Linked DNA regions of Sus scrofa: all the other regions are linked to region 3. A link is a contact called in public HiChIP or PLAC-seq data. All regions are on one chromosome and are shown on one strand. Each heading gives the region's core, a stretch centred on a gene start, on an enhancer-like site or on the middle of the called end of the contact. The rest is flanking DNA. Distances are from core to core; before and after follow the strand shown.

Evidence for each region. HiChIP or PLAC-seq counts read pairs in DNA pulled down with a chosen protein or histone mark.
Region 1: an H3K27ac HiChIP or PLAC-seq map of skeletal muscle shows a contact between it and region 3. The contact joins the promoter of ACSS1 here to the promoter of APMAP in region 3. A contact is called at or near these places in 2 of 5 promoter capture datasets (fetal liver and liver), 26 of 47 Hi-C or Micro-C datasets (adipocytes, alveolar macrophages, blood and 15 more) and 2 of 2 datasets of contacts at active chromatin or transcription factors (alveolar macrophages and skeletal muscle).
Region 2: a contact with region 3 is called in an H3K27ac HiChIP or PLAC-seq map of alveolar macrophages. The contact joins the promoter of CST7 here to the promoter of APMAP in region 3. A contact is called at or near these places in 1 of 5 promoter capture datasets (liver) and 2 of 2 datasets of contacts at active chromatin or transcription factors (alveolar macrophages and skeletal muscle).

Annotation. Positions count from the first base shown.
Region 1 is chr17:30,838,541-30,841,240 of Sscrofa11.1, reverse strand. It overlaps ACSS1 (acetyl-coenzyme A synthetase 2-like, mitochondrial), which reads left to right and starts at 1,442. Exons shown (of 14, transcript XM_001927113.6): 1 at 1,442-1,811. The coding sequence starts at 1,526.
Region 2 is chr17:30,756,649-30,759,368 of Sscrofa11.1, reverse strand. It overlaps CST7 (cystatin F), which reads right to left and starts at 1,369. Exons shown (of 4, transcript NM_001243310.2): 1 at 1,276-1,369. The coding sequence starts at 1,345.
Region 3 is chr17:30,793,669-30,796,368 of Sscrofa11.1, reverse strand. APMAP (adipocyte plasma membrane-associated protein) reads left to right here and starts at 1,367. Exons shown (of 9, transcript XM_001927087.7): 1 at 1,367-1,525. The coding sequence starts at 1,434.

The DNA of each region.
Region 1 (2,700 bases), core at 193-2,692, 45 kb before region 3:
TCCACTTGAGAGTTGAGAGTTGGCAGCACTTGATAGCACTAGATAATTTTTTTTTTAAAGCACCTGTGGCATATGGAAGTTCCTGAGCCAGGGGTTGAGCCACAGCCACTGTAGAAGCAATGCTGAATAGTTATGTCGTGAGCCACACGGAAAGTCCAGAACCAGATAATTTTTAAATTAAGTAAAAATTGCAAGTAAATGCTCAGCACAGAGCAGGACCCATGTCTAGTGCTAGCTGTTATCACTGGTTTCCCAGCCTTAAAAAGCAGTAGCAGGAGGGTGAGCACACACACACACACACACACACACAGGCACACAGGCACACGTGCTGGGGCTGACTGACAGCACAAATACCTCCTACTGCTAACAGGAAGGGATCTATGCTAAACCCAAAGCACTCGACCAACCAGTTTTCAAAAATCCCCTCTCCCTTCTGTTTACATTACATGTTTACTTTGTGTGCTTGTTGTAATATTTAAGAGTCTAGTTGCCACAAGTTTCTGTGGGTTTCCCACTATCTTTCCCAGCTTGACAACAGGAACACAGCCTTCACTACTGGGTCCCCTGGGAGACCCTCCTCCCCCCAGGGAGACATTACTTTTGTTTACCTCCCCAGGGCTGCTTAAAGAATAAACGAGTCGGCGTCTGAAATGTGCAGCCTGGAAGGGGTAACCAGGGAACTCAGTAGTGGAGTCGGTGTAGGCACAGAGGGGTTAAGGAACTGGTCCCGGGATACAGAGCTAGAAACTTCAGATTTTGACCTCAGGCCACAGATGCTGGAGCTGCGCTTGAGAACTCCCACGGTTCCAAATCAATCATGGCTGGTGGAATGTTTGCTTCTCTGCTGTATAAAAGCACCAGATCCCAGACCCAAGGTCTTACAGTCTCCTGGTCCGAGGACCCCTGACCAGCCCACTTAGCCCACGGGGACTACTTGTGTATGTTTTGGGGGAAGGCGTACAGGCCACCCAGGCCGCTCAAGCATTCAATCTCGAGGCCCCACAAAGGGATGAACACTTTGCTCTCAGCCTCTGAGATGCTGAACCGACCAAACCTGACGAGTGGTCCTTGGAGCAACTTGTGCGCCTCGCTCCGCGGGTCACTAACATCTGTGCCGGCTCCCTCCCACCCGCGACGGTTTCCAGCTCCCAGGAGAGCCTGCATTGCCCGCGCAGATCTGCGGTTGACAAAACGGCGCAGCCGTCGGAACTCGTCGGGGACGCATCAACTGAAACCCCGGCAGCCCGGCAGGGGACCCCCTCCGCCGCCGCGCTCCCAACTCCACTTCCACAGGGGCTCCACCTCCCTTCGCAGCCCAGCTCTGCGTGGGGTGAAGAGGGGTGGGACAGGGCAGGGCGGAGGGGGGGGCGGTGGTCAGAGGCGGAGCGGGGGCGGGGAGTGTCGGGAGGCAGCTTCAGACAGGAGGGGCGGGGGGCGGGGCGGGGCGGGAGGCGGGGCGGGGCCGAAGCGGGGCGCGGGCGCGCGAGGGCTGGGTCGCCACAGCCGCGAGGGGCTCTGAGGCGCGATGGCTGCCCGTTGCTTGGGCTGCGGCGTCGGGCGGCTCCTGGGCGGCCTTCGCGGGGTGGGGGCTCGGGGCCCCGGGGTCCCCCGTCTCTGGAGCAGCGCCCCCGCCGCGCCGCCCGGCTCTTATCAGGAGCGGATCGCGCTGGCCGCGCGCGAGCCGGCCGCCTTCTGGGGGCCGCTGGCGAAGGACGTGCTCGTGTGGGACACCCCCTACCACACGGTGAGCGACTGCGACTTCCGCAGCGGCAAGATCGGCTGGTTCCTGGGAGGCCAGTTAAATGTGTCCGGTGAGTGGGCTCGGGGACCCTGGCGCCCGAGCTCGGCGACGGCTGCCGCACTCGCCCCCTCCTCAGCGTTCGGGCGTGCGGCGCCGTCACCCCGCCCCCACCCACCGGCCCAGCCCGGCCCACTCCCCTGCCACCCGGCCGGCACCCCCCACGTTGAACGGGGTCCCGGCGCCCCATGCCGTGCGCGCCCGCGGGAGGCAGTGAGACGCCTGCGCCGAGCGGGGGTGGAGGGCGCGGGGACCCCGGAGCCGGACTTCCTGCTCCCGTCCCGGCGGGAGATAGCACCGAGAAGCTTTTGGCTGTTGCCACCGCCAGGTGCGGGCCGGCGACTCGCTTGGGGAGCAGCCCTGCCCGTGTAAACAAATCGAGCTGTGGCGGGTGGCCGAGGAGGAGAGCCCCGCCAGTAGCCAGAATCGACCCGTAGCCGGAATCGGCTCGCAGCCGGGAAGGAAGCAGTGGTGGGGCCTCCCAGTTCTCAGTTTCACCTTCGCCCGGAAGACCCACGGCGCTGGCTTTAGTCCCGGTGCGTTTGGGACCCCAGAAACCAGCTCCACTGCCCGTCAGTCCTCGGGTCTCTGCAGAGACTGAATCCCGCCACGCGCTGTCAGGATTTGGGATCGGGTAGAGGGGAGAGTAACCCCTTCCCCAGCCCAGCTAGGGGAGAAGGCCCGGGAACTAAGGCTGCGGCCAGCCTGGCAAGGTCTGGCCTGGGTGTGGGCAGCCGGGCAGGGTGGTCAGAGGGGAACGGGGAAAGGTAAGTGGGGTCTGGGTTGTTTGAGGAAAGGAACTGTAGGTCTTCATGACCAAGGCCTGAATTGGGAAGTGGGGGTCTGAGTCTCCCAGGCTCCACCATCTACTGGCCCAGTTGCTCTGTACCTCTGAGCCTCAG
Region 2 (2,720 bases), core at 120-2,619, 37 kb after region 3:
ACAGGGTGATGATGGCACTGGCCCACAAAGAACATGCACTAGTGTCATGATCATCAAAGATCAAATAGGCAGAATGGCTGCAGTGGGAGCTTTGGGGTCAAATGGGTCCATGCTGGGAAAAGTCTCCAAATGCAGAGGGGGGTCAGTGGCCCCCATGCCAAGACCTCCCCTGTGGTCAGTGGTCGCTGGACGCTCCCAGCTCCTGCCTTTGGTGACCGATGGTGCTGGACCCAGGTCGTGCCCAGGTGGCCTGTGGTGGGAAGATGGGCCGTGTGAGCCTGGCTGGGGGGCTTCCTGGTCAGGTTGAGGAAGAAGGGCTTTCCATTTTCAACCGAAGGCAAAGGCTGAAGAAATCGATGTAGCAATTTCCTAGGTTCTGATGGGCAGGGACGGAGGCTGCTGGGCCCCACATGCAGGTCAGTGCGGTTTAGCACCAGGGGTGGATAGGCCAGGTGGTGACACAGCGGCCCCTATTCCCTGCCCCCAAGGAAGGCTCTGGAACCCGCTCTCAAGAGGAGGGCGGAGGTGGGGGCAGACTTGGGCCCAGCAGAGCTGCTGTCTCTGCTTGACCACCGGACGGGCCTCCAAGCCACTTGCGCCACAGACAAGGCCCGAGGCTGGGTCACCTACCCTCGGTGTCCCAGGTCACTGGTCCTGCCTCGGCGCTCCCCACCTATAGCCTGTGGCCAGGCTCCAGCCCCCTTTGACAAGGGAGTAAGATAGATACCAACTGCCGCTTGGCCCCTCCCCCTTCCGCTGGTCACTTCAGTGCCAGGCACCAGCTTCCTAGTGCATGTGAGGGCAGGTCCTCATGGGCTGTGTGACTGGGCAAGTCACCTAACCTCTCTGTGCCTCATTTCCTGGCCCACAGGTGGCAGCTTCCTTCCTCCCCCAGCCCCAACCCCCAGCGCCGGCCTGGTGGGAAAGATGAAGGCTTAGGATCCCTGTGAGCCAAGTGACAGGACAGCAGCGGAGGCAGGAAGGATGCGCCATCAAATAGAATCGGCCTGACCGCTACCCTGTGTTCTATAGCTGTGGAGGGGCCACGGGGTCCCTCCCTCTGCTGCTGCTGGATGGTTCTCAGGACCCCCACAGGCCCCAAGAATAGCAGGGGGCAGAAGATATTTCCCTGGTCCCCAGGTCCCCAGTCTCCCCCAAGGCTGCTCCCCACAAAGGCAGCTGTTGTGGGGTCCCATGGAACCTAATGTGCCTCAGGAATGGGGGAGGGTTGGGGGTAAGCTCACGGCACCCAGGCAGCGGGAGACCCCCTCTTACCTTGTGAAGGGCCCCCGGTGGCAACCAGGACCAGGGTGCAGACGGCCAGCAGCACCCTGGCAGGACGCATGGCTGTGCCCAGGGCGGTGTGTGCTGGGCGCGAGGTGGTGGGGGAGCCCCGCCCAATGAACCGCCTGCCAAGGGGGTGGGGGATAGTGGTTTTTTGTTGAGTCGTTTTGGCCAGAAGCTCTTCACCTCCACATCCCTTGGCTACAAAGTAAACCGCTTCCTTTGTAAAAGTTTCCAAACAGCAATTATTTGCAGGGCAGGAGGAAGAGGTGAGAGCTATGAGCAAACCCTGCGATTTTCTACCCTTAGAACACATGGAAGAGACATTATAGCAGAAAAATGAGCAGGGATTTTAGGAAGCACAAGTACTGGGGGTTCCTTCTCTAAAAGGTGAAAAGGGTGAGCTCCCTAGGCCCAGATTCTGGGGTCCGAGTGGCCCCCTGCAGGAGATTGTCTTGGTGGTATGAACGGGTGGTGATAGTGAGAGGGTGTGTTGACAGCACTTAACTGTATGCCGGGCACTTTTCTCGCTGTTTCTTTAATCCCCCACCATCGTGTAGGGAATTACAACATTGTGTGAGTCCAGGAAACTAAGGCACAAGGGGATGAGAAGTTGTGCGGAGCTCTGCAGAGCTGTGGCCCAGGCCCAGCACTGTGGCCATGGTCATACCCACCGTCACCACCTCCACCCCGCCACCCCCCAGCCTCCCAGGCCCAGGGCCCTGAACCTGGAGCAGTCTGTGCCAGCCACACAGGCACTGGCCTGCTTGCAGATGCCAGCTTGGCCATGGGGACTCTGAGGGTGGCCCAAGTGTGCTGACACATCATCTAGCAGGACTGTCAGCAAAGGCACGTGGAGCCTTGCAGAGCAGCATGTGGGACCTCTGGAGGAGCCTGGGTGTGTGTGTGTATGACTCGTATGCATCTAAACAATGTACAGAAGAAACATGAGCTCCAGTTGCCCCGGCAGAGGATTATCCGATGGGCTTCTGACCCTTGTGTTCTGCGTGTGCTTTTTCTTTTCTTTCTTTCTTTTTTTTGGTCTTTTTGCCTTTTCTAGAGATGCTCCTGCGGCATGTGGAGATTCCCAGGCTAGGGGTCCAATCGGAGCTGTAGCCACCGGCCTGCACCAGAGCCGCGTCTGCAACCTACACCACAGCTCACAGCAACGCCGGATCGTTAACCCACTGAGCAAGGGCAGGGACCGAACCCGCAACCTCATGGTTCCTAGTTGGATTCGTTAACCACTGCGCCACGACGGGAACTCCTATATTCCCTTTCTTATATTATCTTCCTCTTCAGATCGCATAAATCTTTTGCCTTTTACTTTATTTTCTAAAATCCATGGTGGTGGTGGTCTGAATGGTGGGGCAAAACACCCTCTTCTGGGCTGGGTGGCGAGCAGACTTTGTCCACACGGTGGCGCCACGACCCAA
Region 3 (2,700 bases), core at 118-2,617:
CTGGATGGCAGCTAGGTTGGAGACAGGGTTGGGGCACTGGAAGGAAACAAAGCACAGCTAGCAAAGTGGGCCTGACCATGACACACACAGTTTTAGTAGACTAAACTGGGCTGGGCAACACAAATGTGGCAGAGCATGTCCTCTGAGACAGGACCACTGCTCTCAAGGGACTCTCCCGGTGACCGATCCTGACCCATCCCTGCCTAGGCAGTCTACAGCTAACTCCAGTCCCAGATCTCAGGAGGGCCCTTCCACGAGCCTTTTGAGGAGACTCACACGAGCCCTGGCGCATTCCTTTGCTGCAGCAAGTTCAATAAACCTCACTTATTATTTTCGTGTACAGGTATGTTCCTGGCTACAACAGGCTGAGTTCCATAATTGGCGCATGTGGAAAGTACCTTAGAAACAAGGAAGATATCCTGCCTATGACATCAGGGGAAGGATTTTCAGCAAATAAAGTGGATTCTGAGAGATAAAAAGTTTTGGCCAAGCAGAGCTGTTACAGAAAGCATTGCCACAAAGAGTAAGGTGGACAAAGCCAGGGAGGCATAGAATTATCAATAGCAAGCAATCCTGAGTGTCTGAATCCCGAGTTCAGGGCAGGAAGGGGCCAGATCCCGAAGAGTAGTGGCTGCTTTTCACAGGGACGCCTCATTCCCCCAGCCGGGGCAGGCAGTGAGGTGGGAGTCCAATGCTCTCCAGCATCCAGAAAGGCCGTGGCATGCTCGCCTGGGACGCCTTCCAGCGCAGCACAGAAGTCGACTCTCAGGGCTTCACTTGCAGCACCTTCTTTGGAGACGGTGTACAGTAATATGACCCGGTTTCCCTGCCGAGAAAGCCTCCTCCCGTGTCTTCCCGAACCCACCCACCTTCAGCTCTGTCACTGCTGGACGCCCTCACAAGCCCGATGGCCTCTTCGGCCAAGGGCTCATCAAACCCCACAGCTGTCCACGACGACCTGGATCTTCTCGGAGGAGCTCGGGGGCCCGTCGGGTGCACGGCCCTGGGCTCTGTCCACTTATCCGGAGACAGCTCCGTCCACACGCGTACAAACTGTCGAACGTAGGCTTGACAGTCACAAAGGCGAACATGGGCGGCGGCCCTTTTCCCGTAACCCCATCGGTTCGAAACAGCCCCCTAGTGGGGCCACGTCCCTTCTGCCGGCGTGGGCACCGCGCCGCGGTCGGACAGGACGTGAAGGGCCGGGGGGTCGAGAACACGGCTGCCCTGGCCCCAAAGGCCGCTGGCTGCAAAGTGTGCGGGAGCAAACTTGCCGGGAAGTGCCTCGCAGCCGCGCCCGCCCTGGCGGCCGGAAGGGGCTGGACTCTCGTCACTTCCGCGCTCTCCTGGGGAGGTGGGGCCTTCTGCGTCACTTCCGTGCGCCGGGTAGGAGGCGGGCGGCGCGGCCCTCGGGTAGCAGTCCCACTGGTACCATGAGCGAGGCGGATGGGCTGCGGCAGCGCCGGCCCCTGCGGCCGCAGGTGGTCACGGATGACGGCCGGGCCCCAGAGGCCAAGGACGGCAGGTAGGCTGGGCTCGGAGCGGGGCCTGACTCCGAGGCAGCGACCGTGGCGAACGCCTCGCTTAATCCCTGGCTGCCTCTCTTCAAGGGAGGAAGCGGGTTCCTGCCGCGCGTGCACCTGCGGCCTTTCGGCCGGTCGCCGCGTCACTGCCCAGCCCCCGGGCCCCCTTGCCCCCGGCCCGGTTGCACTTTCCCTCAGGGACGCCCGCGGAGCCGCCCGGGGCCGCGGAGAACGGCTTCCGCACCTGCCTTTCTCGCCGCGTCTTCAGAAAGAGCCGCGAGCAGAGGGGACGTGTGGACAGTTTCTGTGAGAGTCCAGCCTTGCACGTTTTCCCAGTAGGGTCGGAGATGCCGAGGGCGCTGTAGTATCGGTGCCTAATACAAGAAATCCCTGGCCTTTGGCCTCCTCTTCTTCTCCCAGCCTTCCGGAGTTTAAATGTGCTTTGCTTTGTTAGTTAAAAACTGAAGCCTAAGCCTTGGAAAGTATTAAAATTCTCTTTTTAGCTTCGTGCCCTGAGTGTGGTAACTTTGAATTTTTTTTTTTTTTTTTTTTTTTTTTAAGGGGCAAGAGGGCCCACATAGACCGAATTTAAAGGGTGGAACTGATTGACTTACATGTTATTAGAACTATTGGCAGTATTTTCTGAGGTGCCACTGGGGGTGGTGTATACTGAATGCAGGACAGTTTTTGCCAAGGAAGACTGAATTTATTCACTGACGATAATAAGATGAACACGTTTGAAGGAGCACCATAGCAGAGAGGAGTGTTGGCTCTAGAAATGCCATTGACAGGATTTTTCAGTAATATGAGTCCTGGGGCCAGAGGAAGGGTTGGAAATAGGCTCCACGTACAGTCCTTACTGTAGGAGGACCAGCCATCCCAGTTTGCCTTGGACTCAGAGGTTTTAAGGATGTAGAACTTTCAGTGCCAACCCCGGGCAAACCAGGACAAATTGGTCACTCTTTTGACTGTGGGTGTTGTGAAATCATCTGCTGATAACTGAGGAGCCTTTAAAACAAACATGCATGGACTGGCAGTGCTGTGCTCCAGAGACTTCAAACAGGACATTGCCATACTCTAGTACCCAGGAGTCGGGAACAGCTGGCCCAAGCCTGTCTGTTGGGACCTGCAGGGCAGAGAGCACCGGAGGAGACCTGTTTTGGGGTGTGTGTGTGTG